2 separate regions of the Callithrix jacchus genome follow, and region 1 is linked to region 2. Evidence: chromatin contacts called from public Hi-C data. All regions are on one chromosome and are shown on one strand. The core of a region is the stretch at or near the end of the contact, and the rest is flanking DNA. Distances in the headings are between cores, read along the strand shown.

Region 1 (3,677 bases), core at 264-2,763, 180 kb before region 2:
TAGTGGAAAAAGAAACTTGTGGTTTTAATCAGTAGAAATAAAAAACGATTTGGCAACATCTTTATGTTTGCACAGGACAAGATGACCTGCATCATCGCTTGCCTTTAATGTACATTTTGTCCTGCTTTTGTTCTAAGGGTCTGGACATGACAGACAATAGAGACACCTGCTGTTTTTCAAAGAATGTCAAGAGGCTATGGTACTTCCTGAACAAGAAGAAACAGATTCTACAGGAACAGTTCCAAGACTGAATATAGGATTAATCATTTACCTTTCTATATTCTTAATCAGCTTTAATGACAATGCCACTTGAGTGAAGAAAAGGATTTAAAGTAAAACGAAGTTCATAATTCATTGCATTCTTTCCATCCATGGCAAACTCCTGGGGGTCACTGTGATTCTTAAGTAGAAAGGACATAAGATGTGGGGGGTGTATGAGAGATCTGAGTTTTGGTTTTGTCACTAGTTTTATAACCTTAGGAAAGCTGTTTAGCCGTTTTAATGGGTTTATTCTACTGTACATTGGTGGGCAAAGATGGGAGAGGCGCTTAATCTTAAGGTTTTCCTTCACCAAAGCGGCTGACACAATCAACACTAAATAGAAACATATTTTGCACAGCGTCCTTGCTCCTCCCTCCTCGCTTTTCTTTGAAAGTCTTTATGGACCTCCCGTATACTCTTGCTAAGCATTTCTTACTAGTCTGCATCGGGGCTACTCATTGAATCTTTAGCTAGCGGTGTTTCACAAAGGGAATGAAATCTTGTTCTTGGGTTGTGAAGTCGTAAGGACACGACGGTCTCCAGGCTGACATTCGTTTATAGAAGTGCCCATTTCCTTTCCTCGTCACACCTAAGGCCCTTCCCGGGTCCCACAAAGATGATTCGCTTCATGTTAGGCGGTTCTGGGGACTGCGCCAATTTGCAGGATCCTGGCAGCGCTGGTGCTGAGGAAGAGGATGGATCCTTAAGGCTTGCAGGGCCTCACCATTTGGGCCCTTCATCGCGACTGCCTCAGTATGTAATTTCGTATCGTGACAAAGCATTTCCGATTTTATTCCGAAAAGCCCAACCCTGGGGTCACAACCATGCCTCTATAACCAATTTAACTGTCGAGCTAGAACACCTCTGTGCGCCAACTACTTGTCTAGGAAGCCCTACTTCTCCCCTCGGGACAGGCGGGGAGTTGAGGCTATGGCTGGAACTACGAGGCCCAGAATTCCTATGCGCATGCGCACTGCCATTATGCTGCTCCTTTCCCGGTAACTCGCCCTCTCAGGCAAACCTGAAGATAGCGGCAATACTCCGGTGGGGGGCGGAGACGGTTTCTACCCGATTCTCCGCCCCCTTTTTGATAGGCAATGGGGCTAGCCAACCGACGCTGCGAGTTCGGAAAGCACTCTCCAATCAGCACCTGTAGCGGAGAGGTGGGCGTGCGCGCTGGCAGGGCAGGTGGGCTAGGCTGTGTCGGGTTACGAGGGGGGAGAATAACGTCGGGTCGGGTCAGCGGGCGCTGCAGTAGTCGCCGCAGCGGCGATGGGAGCGGTGGGGACCAGGCGGCGGCGGCGGCGGCAGGAGGGGGAACAGGTGCTGGCACAAGAGCAGAGGCTGGGGGGAGCCGGCAGTAGCAGCCGCCGCCGCCAGTAAACGCGGACCGTACCCTAAGGGACTACCCAGCCGGCTGGCCCTGGAAGCCGCGCTCGGGTCCCGCCGCAGTCGGCGGCGGGGGATGGGCAGGCAGTGGCGGTCCCGTCCGCCGAGGGTTAATCCCCTCCGGTCCCGGTCCTAAGCTGGACCAGAGTCCTCCGCCAGAACCCCCGCGTCCGCCACGGCCCAGGTAGGACACACCCCCCGACCCCCCAGGGCGCCGCCCTCCCCTAGTACAGACCCCCTCCTCTGGCCGCACCCCTCGCCGAATGACCGAGCCTGCTGAGGAGGGGAAGGGTACCGGCGACTCTCAGGTCGCTGCAAGTTCCGGGCTTCTGCCAGACCCCGTCACTCTTCACCCCGGAGATCGTTCTGGTTCTGTCCCATTTCCCCGGAGGCTGTTGCCCAGCTTTGCCCGAGGCTTTGGGTGTCTTCACTGAACTTGGAGGGTCATGGAGCTTCGTTCTGCGTCTGTCTCTGTGGGTGACCCACATATCACTTGTATTCATGCCACTTCTGGTACGAGCACCGAACACGGATTCCTAGGAAATCTGAGCGCTTGTTTCCCACCCCGCCTCCCCAACTATAATGGAAAGGAACATGGAACTGTAGAATCTGTTTGCTGTGTTGTAACGACAGTGAAGGCCGCGACTTTCTTGTACTTTAGGGTGCTGAAGTAATGACCTGAGGGATTTACTTGTCATTTGCTTTGACAGAGATGATGTTGACACCCTGGGATGCTGTGGGAGGGACAAAAGACCCGCGTATATGTTCTGTCAAGTCAGAGAAGTAAATAATCCATTGGAATGCCAGGATACTTTATCCTACAGTGAAGTTAATTTTGTTTCCGTCGGGGCTACGGTAGAGGTAAAAATGACATTGAGTTGTACTTTGCTTTGAATTAAAGTTGATGGGTAGCAGCAATTCTGGTATTAACTCTTCTCTCCCATCGCTTTAGAAATTGTTCTTTGTTTGAACATTAGAGAGGACAGTTTTATTATACGCTTTTAACAATGTGAAGATGTTTTGTTATTCAGTAGAAACTGAGTTTGTGGGGGGGGAGGGTCATGAATGGGCACATGTAGACACACATACACACACACAGAGGGAGGATCCACTCAGTGTGTTTTGTTACAATGTTTGGTTCTGAGCCATTGATAACAGTTGCATTGGTATCTAAATTCTGATTTGCCACAATATACCACAAAGATATGTTGACTGTATTTTTGGCTAAATGGAATAGAATAACGTTCATTTGGGGGTAGAAGGGGGAAGTGATTTTAACTTATCGAGGGAATTGAATGCTAATTATTGCTGCTTTTTTCCTTTTTTTTTTTTAAATAAAGAAGCAGTAACGATGACAAATACAGCTTAATAGGACTAATGGAGGCATTTATCTGAAGTCAAAAACTGTTTCAAATAATATGTGTGTGGTATATTGTGATCTATGCAAATTGAAGACATATTGAAGGAAATCTTTGATTTAGAAGCTTATGTTTTCCTATATGGTAAGATTTTATCATGACACCGAAAGGGACATTTGAAACATGATTATAAAGGAAAATTTCTCTAACATTTTTCTTTTATTATAGAATGTTAGGAAATGTTTTTTCCCTCTTCCAGTTTTAGATATACAAGAAATTAAAGTCCATAACTTCATTAATTTAATATATAATATCAAGTTGATGCAAATTTGCACATTGGTAGGGGGCTGACTGAGAATAATGTATCTTGCTCATTATCTTGTACTATGGTTAATACATAATATAGTAAATTATTGCATTATATATGACTTCAGCTTTTTTGTGTCTTCTTTTGACTTTACTGATTATTTTAATACTTCAGGAAATCTTCATGAGGTTAGACCTCATTTGCTTTAGCAAATTGAACTCAATTATGTGTGGCTTCAAATATCTTTAAATGTAATACTAGAAGGGAAGTTTGTATAATTTAGACAATTTTGAGGGCCTTTTACATCTAAAAAGTGCACTAAAAAGATGGCAGCGATAAGTTACTGGTTTTTTAAAGTAAAT
Region 2 (3,667 bases), core at 612-3,111:
TCTTTCTGAAATCAGAGAGATGAGAAACTACTCTTTGAAATAACTCCAGAGGTGTTTTATTGTGTCCCTTTCCCCTACGAGCAGCTCCTTTATACAATTTTGCTCAGGCAACCAAGGACATAGAGTATTGGCAGAAACATGGAGTGCTTTTGTATAGGCCACCTGTACATAAAAGTGTAATTATTTATTTAATTTTCCCATTTGTATCATATTAAAGCTTTGTACAGTGTTTTAAGTTCTGTTTTAAAATTATTTTGTATTTTATTTTTATAACCTAGTAATAAAATATTCATTCCGCATGCAAAATCTAGTTCTATGTGTGTGATGGTTTGGATTTCAAAAGTGGAACTATTATTTTTCTAATTTAATAAAGTTATTGAATACACCAGAGGTTACAAGATCAACTGGGAGCAGACAGTGTTACTGTAAATGCAGTACCACATCCAGAGGTTCCCAAAAAAAAGCAGCCCAGTACTGAATAGAAACTAAGTGTTCATTGTCCCTGCAGGTGAAAACCGGGGTTTGAGGATATTAGGAGATGTTTCCCTGTAATAAAATTAAAATACTAAAAAGCCCCCTTTTAGTCCATTATTCTGGCTGGAGGTACTTTTTCCTTCTCCGTAGGAAACAACCCTTCTACCACTAGAGAAATTCCTGCACCCCACCCTCATCTTTTTGCCTGTAACCTTCCTTTGAATCAGAGGAACTCTCAGGAGGCATTCACAAGGGCACTGCCTCACCGCCCTTGGTTTGGTTTCACCTGGAATGATAGTGCCATCTGTTTTTGTCTGCCTGGATTCCCTTACTTGATTTCTCACTGAGCAGCAACATCTAAAATGCTCTCTCGTGTTTCTTTAAATAAAGGAGATTAAGGAATTACTCAGGCTGGGCATGGTGGCTTATGCCTGTAATCCCAGTACTTTGGATCTGCCGCCCGCTCCCCGCCAAAACATTAGCTGGAAATAGCCCCCTACGGGGGCTGAGGCAGGAGGATGGCTTGAGCCCAGGAGGCGGAGGCTGCAGTGAGCCTCGCTGACGCCATTGCATTCCAGCCTGGGCAACAGAGCAAGACCCTGTCTCAAAAAAAAAAAAAAAAAAGCAAAACAAAACCTTGAGCTCCCAGAAGCTAATCATATGCTTACTGACATCTAAACTGCAAAGTAGTTGAAATATTAACCTCATATAAATCCATTTAAGTAAATAAAGCTACAAACAAGCAATTATGTGTGCACGGTGGCTGGAGGCACTTTAAGGGTTGTGGCCTGGGGATTATTAAAAACCTCCTAGAAGTAATTAATTGTCTTCAATGGTCAATTAGCTGATGGTGAGCGCTGAAAAGCCGATGAGTACTGCTCGGCCAAGGGATTTTAAAATTGGCTTTTGAGAAAAACGTCAAAATGAAAGATTAGATTAACTTTATAATTTCTCTGGGGTGGTGCCAGTTGGACCTGGAAAACTTAAACTCTTGGAAGAATGTGCTTAGAGCAGAAGATAGGCTGGTGGCTGGCTCTGTTCTCCTCCACCTATCTCTCTCCCGGATTCTGCGTCTCCTCAGAGGGGCGTCTGTTCCGCGGCAATCCCACTCCCAGCTCGAATCCCTTCCTCAGATCGCTCATCGGGCCAGAACAGGGAGCCAAGGCGGGCCTCACCACCGGTTGTGAGCTGCACTTCACCTCCCAACAATCGGCCTGTTGGCGGGGGCTGAGGACCCAACGAGGCCTTGACCGGAGCTGGGCAATAGCCGGCTCCGTCCCGCCCCGCTGGCCCTGCCCCTCCCTGCCCCGCGAAACCAACTGTCGTTCCCCGCCGCTGGCCCCGCCCATCCCTGGCCGCCCTTGGCGCGCCTGCGCCTGCGCAGTCGCCCTACAGCGCCCAGACCGGGATGGCGGCGGTTTTGGAGTCGCTGCTGCGAGAAGAGGTGTCGGTCGCAGCCGTCGTGCGGTGGATCGCACGCAGCACCCAGGGTTCGAAGGTAACAGCGCTGACACGCCCCCAAGCCTGACCCGAAGCCGGTTCCCGCGGTGGAGTCCAGCCCTCCAGTTCCCTTCCTCTAGGACGCCTGACTACCAGCCGGGCCAGTGCACTCCAACTGGGCGCCGCTGCCTGGGCCGCCCACCGGAGGCGCGCCCAGCGACCCAGGCAGCTGACGGCCCCTGGCCGGCGGCTGACCCTCTCGCCCCTTGACCTGTGCTTCTGCCCTAGGATAACCCCGGGGAGGCGGCCGCACTGAGCTCACTCCGGCCCCTGCGGAAAGAATTCGTACCGTTCCTGTTGAATTTCCTGAGGGAGCAGAGCAGCCGCGTCCTCCCGCAGGGGCCTCCGACCCCCGCCAAGGCCTCGGGCGCCTCGGCAGCCTTGCCAGGGAGGCCGGGAGGCCCGCCGCGGGGCAGCCGCGGGGCGCGCAGCCAGCTTTTCCCTCCGACCGAGGCCTTGAGCACCGCCGCCGAGTCCCCTGTGGCCCGCCGCGGGGGCAGGAGGCGGGTCCCGGGGCCGGCCCGGGAGCGTGGAGGCCGCAGCCTGGAGGAGGGGGTCAGCGTGGAGAGCCTGCCCGGAGCCGGGAGCCGGAGGCTTAGAGGCTCTGGCAGCCCCAGCCGCCCCAGCCTCACGCTCTCTGATCCACCAAACCTCAGCAACCTGGAGGAGTTCCCTCCAGTAGGCTCCGTTCCCCCTGGCCCTACAGGGTGAGACTCAGCTCTCATACAGCTCTCATACGAAGGCTCTGGGGAGTCAGTCATTCAGGGCTCGGCGCTCCGCAGTGTATAGCGCGAGGATGGTTAGAAGGTTGGGGGTGATGGTGAGGGTTTTTGTGGGGTTTTTTTTTTTTTTTTTTTTGCAAGAGATCTAGCTGTTGCGGTGGTGGAGGGGAGATGTTTGAAGATAGGAATTTGAGAAAAACCTGTGGCTACTCAGCAGGACGAAGCCTTCTCGCAGGATCAACCCAACTCCGGTGAGCGAAGAGCGGTCACTCTCCAAGCCCAAGACCTGCTTCACCTCACCCCCAATCAGCTGTGTCCCCAGTTCCCAACCCTCAGCCCTGGACACTCGCCCTTGGGGCCTTGGCCTTCCCCCAGGGTGCAGAAGTCTGCAAGAGGAGCGGGAGATGCTCAGGAAGGAGCGGTATGGCCTGGCCGCTCCTGGGGATGTCGGTTTCCTCCATGTGGGGATCTTCAGGGCTTTTCCCTGAAAATGATTTCCCTCTTGGGGACTCTGGGTTTGTCTCTTGGGCTGTTGGTATCTTCTCTGGAGGGACCTGAGTGTGGCTGCGGCAGGGAAGCCAAGCTGACTGCTGATGAAATTTCTTTATCCTTATAGCTCTAAGCAGCTGCAGCAGTCACCTACCCCAACCTGTCCTACCCCAGAATTGGGGTCGCCCCTCCTCAACTGGACAGGAGGCCTCACAGATGAACTTGCGGACCCTGCCAGAGTGTCTTCCCGCCAGCGCCTGGAGCTGGTAGCCCTTGTTTACTCCTCGTGCATTGCGGGTGAGTGAGAGCATAGGGAGATGGAGTGGAGATACTTGTAGAATTGCTGGGTAAGAGAATTGATAAGGCACGTGGAACTGAGCCTTGGCTGTGAATGGTGCCCCATACCATGGGATTTCTTTTTGTATCTATCTAGAGAACCTCGTACCAAACCTCTTCTTGGAGCTTTTCTTCGTCTTTCAGCT

The links. Hi-C and Micro-C count contacts between places; a contact is called where the count stands out from the background.
Region 1: a Hi-C map of skeletal muscle shows a contact between it and region 2, with 3 times the contacts expected there. The contact joins the promoter of TTBK2 here to the promoter of CDAN1 in region 2. A contact is called at or near these places in 2 of 3 Hi-C or Micro-C datasets (induced pluripotent stem cells and skeletal muscle).

The regions. Positions count from the first base shown.
Region 1 is chr8:30,670,801-30,674,477 of calJac240_pri, reverse strand. It overlaps TTBK2 (tau tubulin kinase 2), which reads left to right and starts at 1,513. Exons shown (of 14, transcript XM_078334051.1): 1 at 1,513-1,834.
Region 2 is chr8:30,495,487-30,499,153 of calJac240_pri, reverse strand. It overlaps CDAN1 (codanin 1), which reads left to right and starts at 1,861. Exons shown (of 27, transcript XR_013520889.1): 1 at 1,861-1,972; 2 at 2,203-2,681; 3 at 2,911-3,117; 4 at 3,313-3,482; 5 at 3,619-3,667.